2 separate regions of the Mus musculus genome follow, and region 1 is linked to region 2. A link is a contact called in public Hi-C data. All regions are on one chromosome and are shown on one strand. Each heading gives the region's core, a stretch centred on a gene start, on an enhancer-like site or on the middle of the called end of the contact. The rest is flanking DNA. Distances are from core to core; before and after follow the strand shown. Region 1 has its middle 270 kb from the start of Gm32651. Region 2 overlaps Tfap2b (transcription factor AP-2 beta).

The links. A called contact is a pair of places that touch in the nucleus more often than the background predicts.
Region 1: a contact with region 2 is called in a Hi-C map of the N1E-115 cell line, with 3 times the contacts expected there. The contact joins two enhancer-like sites. A contact is called at or near these places in 4 of 39 promoter capture datasets (the 3T3-L1 cell line, cranial neural crest and liver), 1 of 484 Hi-C or Micro-C datasets (the N1E-115 cell line), 7 of 115 datasets of contacts at active chromatin or transcription factors (craniofacial prominence, embryonic basal ganglia, embryonic forebrain and 4 more) and 1 of 9 other capture datasets (embryonic stem cells).

Annotation. Positions count from the first base shown.
Region 1 is chr1:19,877,373-19,882,762 of GRCm38.p6, reverse strand. No RefSeq gene overlaps it. Among named protein-coding and RNA genes, the nearest start is that of Gm32651, 270 kb to the right of the region's middle. Within about 2 kb of position 1,917, at least 1 of the 459 cell types and tissues checked has an H3K27ac peak or open chromatin away from gene starts, as enhancers often do. A contact at or near this core is called in the N1E-115 cell line, where this site is marked.
Region 2 is chr1:19,219,529-19,224,897 of GRCm38.p6, reverse strand. All of the region lies in intron 3 of Tfap2b (transcription factor AP-2 beta), which reads right to left. Among named protein-coding and RNA genes, the nearest start is that of Tfap2b, 13 kb to the right of the region's middle. Within about 2 kb of position 3,012, at least 5 of the 459 cell types and tissues checked have an H3K27ac peak or open chromatin away from gene starts, as enhancers often do. A contact at or near this core is called in the N1E-115 cell line, where this site is marked.

The DNA.
Region 1 (5,390 bases), core at 668-3,167, 660 kb before region 2:
TTTTCCCAATCTGTTGATTGCCTTAATTAATTGTTATGTATATTTGATGCCTGGTGTCTATTAGCTTGGCACCATATTTTCTTGGATGTGTCTCATGCTTATTTTATTTTTCCTTCAATGAATGCTGAGTGCTATTCCATTGTATATCATTGCAATGGAATTCATTAATGTATGAGTACAATTGTTTGCATCTTGAGAATGAATACTGAGGATTAACAATCTACCTTCTACAATGCACATATATAAGTTAAATAGTTCTGTATCTATCCTACTTCACTGACCAATTCATGTTGTTTACAAAGCTAATTTATAAGCTCATCTTTGTCTCAGTCCTGAACATTGATGCATTTAATTCACGTGTGTGGGTGCATGTTTGTGTGCATGCATGTGAGTGTGTGTGTGAGTGTGTGTGTGTGTGTGTGTGTGTGTGCGTGAATGTATATGCTATGTGTATGTGTGAAGGTGTTCATGTTTGTGCAGATATGCATTGAAGTATGGGAAGTTGACACTGGATATTTTCTGGAATCATTCTCACTTTAGATATTATATATTGAGGCAAGTTCTCCTCCTTGAGCCCAGAGCTCATAGACTGGTCCTGTCTAGCTCTCCATATTATTGGGTGGATCACATGTAGGTAAAAACTTTACAGACAGCAGAAAAAGATATAATCATATGTGTATTCCTATTTGTAAATATTTGTAATGATAAACAAAAGATACCACACATTAGCAGGCATTCAACGAATATCTTCTTACCATAATTAAAATTTATTAATTATTTCTTTTATTATTTCGTGATCAACAGCTACAGTTTTGGTCTAAACTAGAGCCAGCAATTGATAAAATATGACAAAACATAGGACTATACAAGTGCTCAAAGGCTGCCATCCCAGCCAAGCTTCTGTGTTCCCTTAAGAAGACCTCACATACAGGCTGTCTGCCTGCATTTGCTATCCTCATAGAAATGCATGGAATGGCACTACTGCTCTATAAGGAAATGACAGTAAGATTAAAAGCAGAGATTGTGGATCATTACAGCTGAGGAAAAAAAAAAACTTGAGCCTCTCCTAACAATCGCCCCTCCCTTCTCAGACCTGACAAATACCCGAAACCGATGGCTCCTCTCATACTGTTTGTTCATGGATGTAAAATTCTTCATTAAAATTGAGGGATTAAATATAACAGTTTAGCTAATTAATTATAGTTTGATCGTTTTGACACCTCCAAATGATCCAGCCACATACCTTGAAGCTTTGTCAACTCAATTGCATCTTTATTTTTGTTGCCTTTAACCAACAATGAAGACGAATGCCACTCTTTCTAGTTTTCAATCACTTCTACAGAAGTGTTCCCCTGGCAATGTGCAAGGACAGACCTAATTAATCCCTCATCTGCCCTCTGTGGTGTCTATACATCACACTGGCAGTTGAAACCGCTGCTTGTTTTAAGGCTATTGCTGGAATGAAAAGCTCATCTGTTTTTCAATAATTTTACCACAGGTGGTGATTTGTAATTAGAAAGGGCAAAAGCCAAATTTCAGCCTGCGTGAGCGCGCGCATGCGGGTGCATGCACGAGTCTGCTCACATGCTCGCACGGGCTTGTCTGTGCTTTGTAATTTAACAGCGAGTGGTTTTTTTTTTTTTTTTTTTTTTTTGTAAAGGAGAGGAAAGAAGTCAAAGGGAGGAACCCAGCAGGAGCAAAAGTGATCATGCTTGGCACCAAGCTAAGCAAGAGAAGTTGAAAAGAGCAAAGATTTTTGGTCTTCACTTTTTGTGTTCTCTTTAAAAAAAAAAAAATGAAGAGGAGTCTCAGATAGATTAGAGATCAAACACCGACAGAAACTGGAAAGACTGAAGATTCAGGAAACTCTGACAGCCCTAGAGTGGGGGTACTTATGCTGAGTTACTTGTGGTAGAACAGGGGAATCTAGCTGAGAAACTTTTTTTTTTTTTTTTTTGCTCAGGGTCTATCTCTGGTATTAGGGGAGGAGCCTGCACCCTCTTCATCATAGATAGAATTGAGAGGTATATTGAAGGCAGTTTAATGTGCAGTTTGGATAACTTAACAATCCAGTCGGGAGAGAAGGTGGCTACAAGATGCCTGGCAATAAGGCCAAGGCAGCTCCATACCAGGACAAATGCACCAGCAGCCGTGGTGTTTCTACCCCTGGCTCTCACATCTCATTCTCTTTGGCCTTCTTGATTTAATCAAATCCTGTTTTTTTTACTCTTAAAGTTGCCTTAGTTCTAGGAAGCCCTCCATACCAATCCAGCCTGCTCATCATCTTCCACAGCCTAGGTATCCTAAGATTTCGTTTGCTGTCTGCAAGGTGGAAATCTTGGTACCCTCCACTTTCCATATGAGCATAAGTATCCTGACTCTTCATCTAGACTGCAGATCTCTGAAGGGCAAAGGTTTTTGTCTTGATCTCAAAATCACTTTGTGAAGCCAATTTGTTTACATATTCATTCACATGTGTGTATAAGATTCATAAATTGAGTCTTATAATCACTAAAGTAAATTTTAAATAGATGCTAAAGCAGAAGTTTGAATCACATGCTAGACAAGACGTAGGACTGTGGCAGAGGGCCAGACTAAAGTAAAATGATTTGGATAAATATAGTGTTATTTGTACTATGTAATTTTTTTAAAGAAGAGTGGCTTTCCTGCATATAGTTTATTGGCAAAGGTAAACAAAGGACACCTCTTGTGTAGGTCCCTTATACCCCTGTCTTTCTTTAATCATGCAGGCGGTTGTTGGAAGAGGGTAGAGGAAACAACGAGGAAGAATTCTGACTCAGTGGTTTCAGCCAGATTGTGTTGATGTTTATCCAACAGTCTACTCTGTTTCTTCACATAATAAAAGACAGGGGAACAACATGCCAGAGACATGTAAGATTAATGTTAGAGTTTGAGGATTCTTTCATGTTAAAATATTTCTCCATTAAAAGGATTGACCTATGTAATTCTGTAGGCCTTTCTCTCTGCATGAACAAGCTTAATTTACAACAGCAGAGCCTATCTATATCCTATCTCTCATTCTGTCAGGTCTCCATCTCTTTCTCCCTGGTGGCTGTCAGAGACCAGATCGTTCTAACGCAATTGGTTCCAATAATACATTGTGCTCTCACACAGGTGCATGAAATTTGAATAAACCAATATTAACACACTCCGAATTCAGCATGTATGAAGAACACTACACATGATTTCTGACATCTGAAAAAGGAAAAGTCAGTACTGGGAACAGGAAATAACATTTCCACATTTTTGTTTTATAGTTGTAGTGATATCACTTGGCTTTGTTTTGACCTTGGCTTGCTTTGTTGGCTTTGTGAATCAGATTATACATTTATAAATACCTAATAAAAAATGGAAAAAAAAGATTATACATTTATTTAGTTCAAGCTGCTTACATGTCTTTGGATGCTAGTGTCTCATCTTATGGGGCAGTGCTTATTCTGAGCCTTCATTCCTTACTGTTTCCATGCATGAATCTTTAATCTGTTCTAACATTCTGAAGATATCCTAAATATTCCCATTTCTCCATGTTACATATCATTCCCTTCCCATGGGACACACTCTTTCTCTGCTTATCAGTGGAAATCTTACCTTAGACAGAACCATCACAGATGCCCATGGCACTCTCTGTTTCTTCTGAATCCTGATCATAAAGTGTACCTCCCTGTGGTGGGGCAATAAGTTACTATTTGCTTCAAGAACACCTTTGTACTACTATAGCTATTGTTAACTTATTCTAGAAGCTTTAACATGTATCCAAATACTTTACTTCTTGAATATATCACATACATTTATCTTCTTCTTCTTTGCCTTTCACAGTTGCTACCACACAGTACCCTCATGAGAATAAGCAACTAATTTTCTCTTAATCAGCATAGATAGCATTATCAGTCTGTTTCCCCAACATGTACTCAAACTAAGAGGATGGAAATTCAGGTGTCGATCAAAACCTTACAAAGGGATCAAAAACCAATTCTTTAATAGTAGAAACAAAATTGGTAAAAGGCTGTGGTTTTTGCAGAATTGAGAAACTATTTCAGGTTTTGGTTTACATTGAGCTTGAAGGAATGTTGTAGATAATCTTTTTCTAACAGGTTCTTGGAACAAATGAGAAAACTAAGACTCTGTACTAAGTAACTTAATTTTACATCTCTTCATATTCTAACTAGATAAAGCACCTGGAGATAGCACTACAACCTAATATGTTTCATATTTCCCCAAGTGTTTTATAAATGTTGATTTCCCCAATTGTAGAATTGTACATCATTCATCATCTTTCATTAATTTTTTTTAGATTAGTCAGCTTTTAGCAGTTGACTTGCTGAGTCCAAAGAACAATCTGAAGTGATCTTCTGGAAAGGAGAGATGGGATAAGGAGAAGGTAATGCAATGCATGGGACATGACAGCAGAATGTAGGGGTTTTGTGGGAAGATGGGCACCAGCAAGAGTGTGGAAAGATGGGTCTTTTCTGATAAGAACAAAATCTATTCATATATGTGTGTGAAAAATTCATAATAAAATCCTGACTTAGAAATCTAATAAATCTTAATAAATAATTAAAATAATCAAAACTATTTTACTGATATATCCCCAACAAGACTTCTGGTTTTATATCATTCGAGTATTCCTAATGAGCCATGGAAAACTTCAGGTACTGCTATCAGCCTGAATATATTAGCATGCATTAACACTGATGTCTTCTCAACAAAGCAGTCACACTGAATTCTTTCTGACTGTTGAGAAAGTCTCTCAGACTACTTTGTAACCCTTAAGCTGATCAAATGCACTTCATAGTCTGCTGGTCATGGGTGCTAACATTGCATTCTACCTACATCCCAAACATTTCACTCGTCACTCTCCAGAGCTCAATGCTACCTCCGTGCTAGCAGACTACTTAATAGGCTCATTAGTTACCTTATTTCAGCAGATACTCATGAACATCCCAATGTCCATTACATTTACTATCGTTGCAATTATGTCAGTCATGAGACTTGATAGAACATGACAATGACCAATAAAACATTGTACTGGTGTGTCACAGTTTAGAGAGTGGAATTGGGGACATAATTTTTTGAGTATTTCTATCCATAAAATCCAAAAACCTTTCATATGTGTTTTAGAGACACCAAAAACGAAAAACACAGCAGGTGTTATTTCCTTAGATCTCTGAGAATTCACCATGCCAATGTTTAAAGCCAAATATTACCTAAACTGCACCTTGGGAATTCCAGGAGAAGGTCACTTTCATGGTATGTCCACAAGATGCTGAGCAACATTTCCATCAACCACATACTCAGCTCAGCAGTTTCTGCTTGCATCACATGCCCTCGATCTTGCCTGGGAGGGATGTCGGGGTGGATCGAGGCAGGGG
Region 2 (5,369 bases), core at 1,763-4,262:
GACCTGTTTGTTCTGGTTGGAGGAATTGTATTAGAAAACTGGGGACATCTTTTGCACTGCCATGAGTAAGGACAAGGTACAAAGGGGATTTTGATTTTTCTGGACACTTATATTTTCATTAGGGACTGCTTCACATTTGAGACCAAAGCAGCAAAATGTCAAAGTATTTTCACCAGACATGAGTGATAACGGTGATTGTAAGTCTCTTTGAAAATGGTTGATTGGGATGGAGACATTTAATACTTGTACACAGTATCCACATGCACTCTTGTCTTCTTCCAGAACATTCTTGATATTTATATTTCCTATTTATATTAAACTCTTTACATATAATTTATACTAATAGCAAGTGTCGTGACATCAGCTTGGGAAAGAGTTCCCCTAAATAAGATAGCTCTTTGCAGTTTCCATAGAAGAGCTAAAGAAATAAATTATGTAAAAGATCTCATCAATGATACTTTGTTTAGCATTGCTTAGAATATTTTAATAACAGAACAAACCCAACAAACTGACAGTTGTATTATGCTTACAGTAGGGTTTTTTTTCTGGCTTTCTGATTCCCAGATGCCAAATTTCTTGAAAACTTAGGCTTTCAGAGAGACTTTATACCCTGTTCTTGAACTGTACTATTGCTGACAGCCTGATTCAGCTGGTAGGAGCCAATTCCTTTAAGGAGAGTATGTTAGTCCCTCCACTGGGCTGTGTCTCTCTGCATGTACATATAAAAATGCATGTGTCTACACTTCCATCTTAGCAAGCTCACCCCCACTATACTCCTCCCCAAACCTCACAAGGTGAACAGAAATGTTTTAAATTATATTTCCATTTTGTATCAAAATCACCTTCTTGCATTCTATCCTGTATCTGCAGGTTCTAACATCAGCTCACGCTCCTTACCCTTGGCCCAGCTTGGAGCCCCAAGACCAGACCCTACATATTTCTCTTTCCAGCTTTCCTTCTGGTCCATAGCTTGCTAATCATCTTACCTTCCTCTCACCCTCACACCTGCTTAGCTCAGCTGATTAACCTAGTATTTTATTCCCTTCTGCTTTTTTCCAGCTTATCAATAAACTCAGAGAGCAACAGGGCCCAGTTGATCTGTTAGTAATTATGAGCACACTGTTCCTGCTCATGGAACCTGAGATGACTGAGATAGGTTTAAAGCGACAGCAGGAAAATGCTGAGGAGACAGAGCATAGCAAGACTCAGCATGAAGCCTTTGGTTCTTTATGTGTTTACAATTTTCTGTGCATACATTAAAAAGTGAGCTCTCAGTTGGATGGGAAAGCTAGCTTCTTGATGTGCGCGTGCACACGTGTGCATACACACACACACACACACACACACACACACACACACACACACACACAGGAAAACTCATTCCTTTCCTTTTCCCATAAATTATTCCAAAAGAGAAAAAAAATACATAAATAGATTAGGATTTTCTGGCAGTGAGTGAAGTTTTAAGAAAAGGAGGGAAAATTAGAGGAAATATTACTCAGTAGTAGGCTATATAGAGATCAATGGGCTAGGGTTTCATTCTCTTTTAAACAATTAACTTCAGGGTGAAACAGCAAATTTGGGGAACCATATTTGACAATCCCTGTGTGGGAAAGAGGGGGAGAGAGTAGACCTGCCTCACATAGTAAAGGGTTAAGTCTCACTGAAAGAAACTGACAAATGTGGGTGCTGCACAGGGAAGCAACCCAGAAAGTTAATGCTTTGAAAAGAGAAATCAGGGACGCTATTCCTCAGATTTGCATCTGTTCATGTCTACCTCTTATATAAACTTTATTCCACATGTTCAGCAGGTGTATATACATTTGGACACTGAAATTCTGGTAAGAACACATACATACACACACCAGAATATGTGTAGCATACCCCCCCCCCATGAAAAGTGTTGGCATTCTTTAATGACAGAATCTGGGAACCTGAAACTTGACTAGGGTCTCATCATGTTTTTAACTTGTCATCTGACCTTGAGAAAGTCATTTATCTTCTCCAGTCTGTGCAGTTGCAGGTTCCCACACTTGGGCCAGTGAAAAGGACTGTCTAACCTTTAGAGTTTTGAATTCTATGGCTTCTGACTATTCCTGGTATAAATTTATATGTCTGTCTCTCTGTCTCTGTCTCTCTGTCTCTCTGTCTCTCTATCTCTCTGTCTCTGTCTCTGTCTCTGTCTCTGTCTCTCTCTCTCTGGAAAGGCAAAGTTATTGAGAGGAAACACACACCTTATAGGTCTGACTGACTCAGACTCCTGGGGCAAAATTCCTTCTAGGCAAGAAGGAAGAATCTCAAAAGAAGCCACTAGAATTGAGATTAGGCATTTTTTTTTTTTTTTACTCCTCCTCCTCTTCTCTAAGAAAACCCACACCAAAGTATTTGTGTGGGGAAGGGGCCAGAACTAACGGGGAAAACATGAAAAACATGGAGGTTGAACTGAAACTAACCAAACAGGATATTCCTAAGACCAATAATAATAATTAATAATAATAATAATAATGATAATAATAATAATACCCCAGAGTCACATCATCTGAACTCCGGCCTCAATAACCTTCCTGACATACTTTCTTCTGTCTAATGTGTCAAGCATAGTGGTTTCTGTTCCAAATCCCTTTTCTTCAGAACAAGGTAAACCTTTTAAGTTAAGCTGTAGGAAAATGGCAGTGATCATTTATGTTTGCTGGGCACTCCCCCACCCCACTCCACCCAGATTCCTAATCTTAATGGAACTGAGAGTTACGAATGATTTTTTAATGTCTCGTTGGATTTTTAGACTGTTAATGTACCGAATCCTTCTCATTATTACTTTATTGATTGCTCATTGACCAGCCCCCTTCAAATCGTATTAACCACCCTCTGCCGGTTTAGATTAGGAGAGTTTAAAAAGCACCTTTCATTACTCCCCCCTCCCCAACTCCTGCCATAGAGTTGAGACGAGGCAGCTTAATGGGAGCTCTAATGGGGCAGCTAAGAAGAGAGGGGCCACGGTCCCTGCCGATTGCATTAATAGCTCAAAGGGGGCCAATACAGAAAATTAGCCGTAAACGAGCTCTGGAGATCTTCAAATGAAAGAGCCATTTATCACGCTGGCTACCTTCACTCCACTCGTTTGCTCTCTCTACTGGGAACAACTCATTTCCTCTTAACTAAATTACTTCAGAAATGTCAGCTAAGCCCACATAGCAAACATAACAAGAGAGGGAGTCTATAATGTATTGGGTGATATCAACAGGGAAGAAAAATGACAGGGGTTAAGTTTTAGGAGTGACTATGATACAACCTGACAGATAAATACATCTTTTTTACCTAGGTAATTAAGTTTCATAAACATAGGAGAGATGTGTAAATGTGGGCTAGTTGCTGGCTTTTTACTAATGAAGTATAATTTTCTAAAAACTGTCTAAATGCCCATTAGAAAACAAATTAGGCAACCAAGTCCCCTGCTAGTTGCTAAAATTTAGAATATTCAGTTCAGGAAACTTTCTCACCTCTCTACAGAATTAATCTCACAGACGCATCCCTCATGGGGATAAGAATATGTAAAGATGGGAGAAGAGAGGCGGGGAAGGAGCTAATGAACCCATAATTTTATTTTAAGTGGTTCCTGGTGAGTTAGAAAAATAAATCAAACATTTTTTTTTTTTTGCCTGTGGCTTCTAAAGGTAAAAATATGATGTTAGGATCTTTTCTTTACATAATAAAGCAAACATTTCAAGTATCAAATAATGGAACCGACCTAACATTCATATTTTACTACTCACCCCAAATCTATTAACATGAGCAGGGGACTACTTTACTGTTTTAAGCCATGCATGCTTTTAAAAAGCTTTGGTGGAAAACATGTGGCAGTTTGAGAAAACAGAGCAGGCAATTCTAGTCAACACTCTTCTTTATCCCTGGAAGTTACCTTCTGCATAGTCATGTTTCTCTGGCAAACATATTCAAAAATGGCAACCAAATGCTTCCCACATCTAAGGAAACCATGAACCTCATTTTTTCTAGGCAAGCTTAAGTTCCAGATATTTTTATTGGCCTGACTATTAATAACATTTCTGATTGGTCATCTGCTGGGCATGTCCCTCTGCCAGCCAATTGATGTTGCTAGGATACGAACCCTGAGCTAAGCTGTTCTAGCTTGCCACAAAGAGGGAGGGGGGAATTAAACAAAAATGACAATGGGAGACAGGAAAGCTCCTCCCTCACCCCACCCCAATCAACCAGCAATTACCCAGAGAAGACTCTAGAGAAGCCAGTGAAAGTAAGTAGTCAACACATTTGCCAGCTTAAGCACACACCAAATAAGCATACCAGCCAAAGATGGTATTACCTAAAGAATACTGGGCAACATTATAAAAAAAAAATCAAAATCAAAAGGCACCATTCAGCTGCTGTTTCTCCTGCCTGTCCTATCTCTCCAAGCATATAATCACGACTTTTGAAATGCAGAAACTTTAGCATGCTTTTAACCCCTTCGTCATTCTTAGTCCACAAACTGCTACCTACTTCCCCAATTTGAGTCTGGATGGATTACTTTCTAAATCATTCTTTTCTTTAATTATTCTTCATGACTGTTAAGCAGCTCGAGTGAATCGTCAAAGGCTGAGGCTGGGGATTGTTGACTACCAACATAAGGACTGTTTTCCTCTAGCTTCAATAAGAAAGGGCTGCAGTCGTTAAAGCTGTGTTTTCCAATACCAGTCTGTAAGATAATTAAAGATTGCAAATGTGTACCCATTCGCTCTCTTAAATCTGTGGCATGTGACTGACATTCAGGCCTTGAAGCAGCTACTCTAAACGTTACACATTCTCTTAGTGACTGTCAGAGAAGAGGAGAAAAAAAAAATTAAGCAGCTGCAATATGCCCAAAATGAGTTATTGTAATTACATTTAATTAGTTTAATTAGTTAATTATTTTGCTTACAGCTGTACAAGAGACTGCAAACATTTGTTAATATCACATGCCCTTTAACAGTATGGGGTGATTCCACAGTCAGAGTAAATCATGAGTGCATATGCAGGGAGACTGAGATGCGTGCGTGCGTAGTCTGCCTCAGCCTCTCACGATGAGCATCTTTAGCAAAGCATTTGGCACAATTAAAAAAATAATAATAATAAAGAAACAACTCATAACACAGAGAACTGGCAACACAATTACCACCACCCCCCCAAAAAAAATCAAACCAAACACTAGGAGTGTGTGTGTGTGTGTGTGTGGGTGGGTGGTGAAGCTATTTCCATGACACAGACTTTAACCCAGCCAAATCCAGGTATGAACAAAGTCATAATAGCACAAATTTTACACCAGTGTTTTGCAGCCATTTACCCTTTCATGATGGCTTGGTCATGTAAGACACATTTAG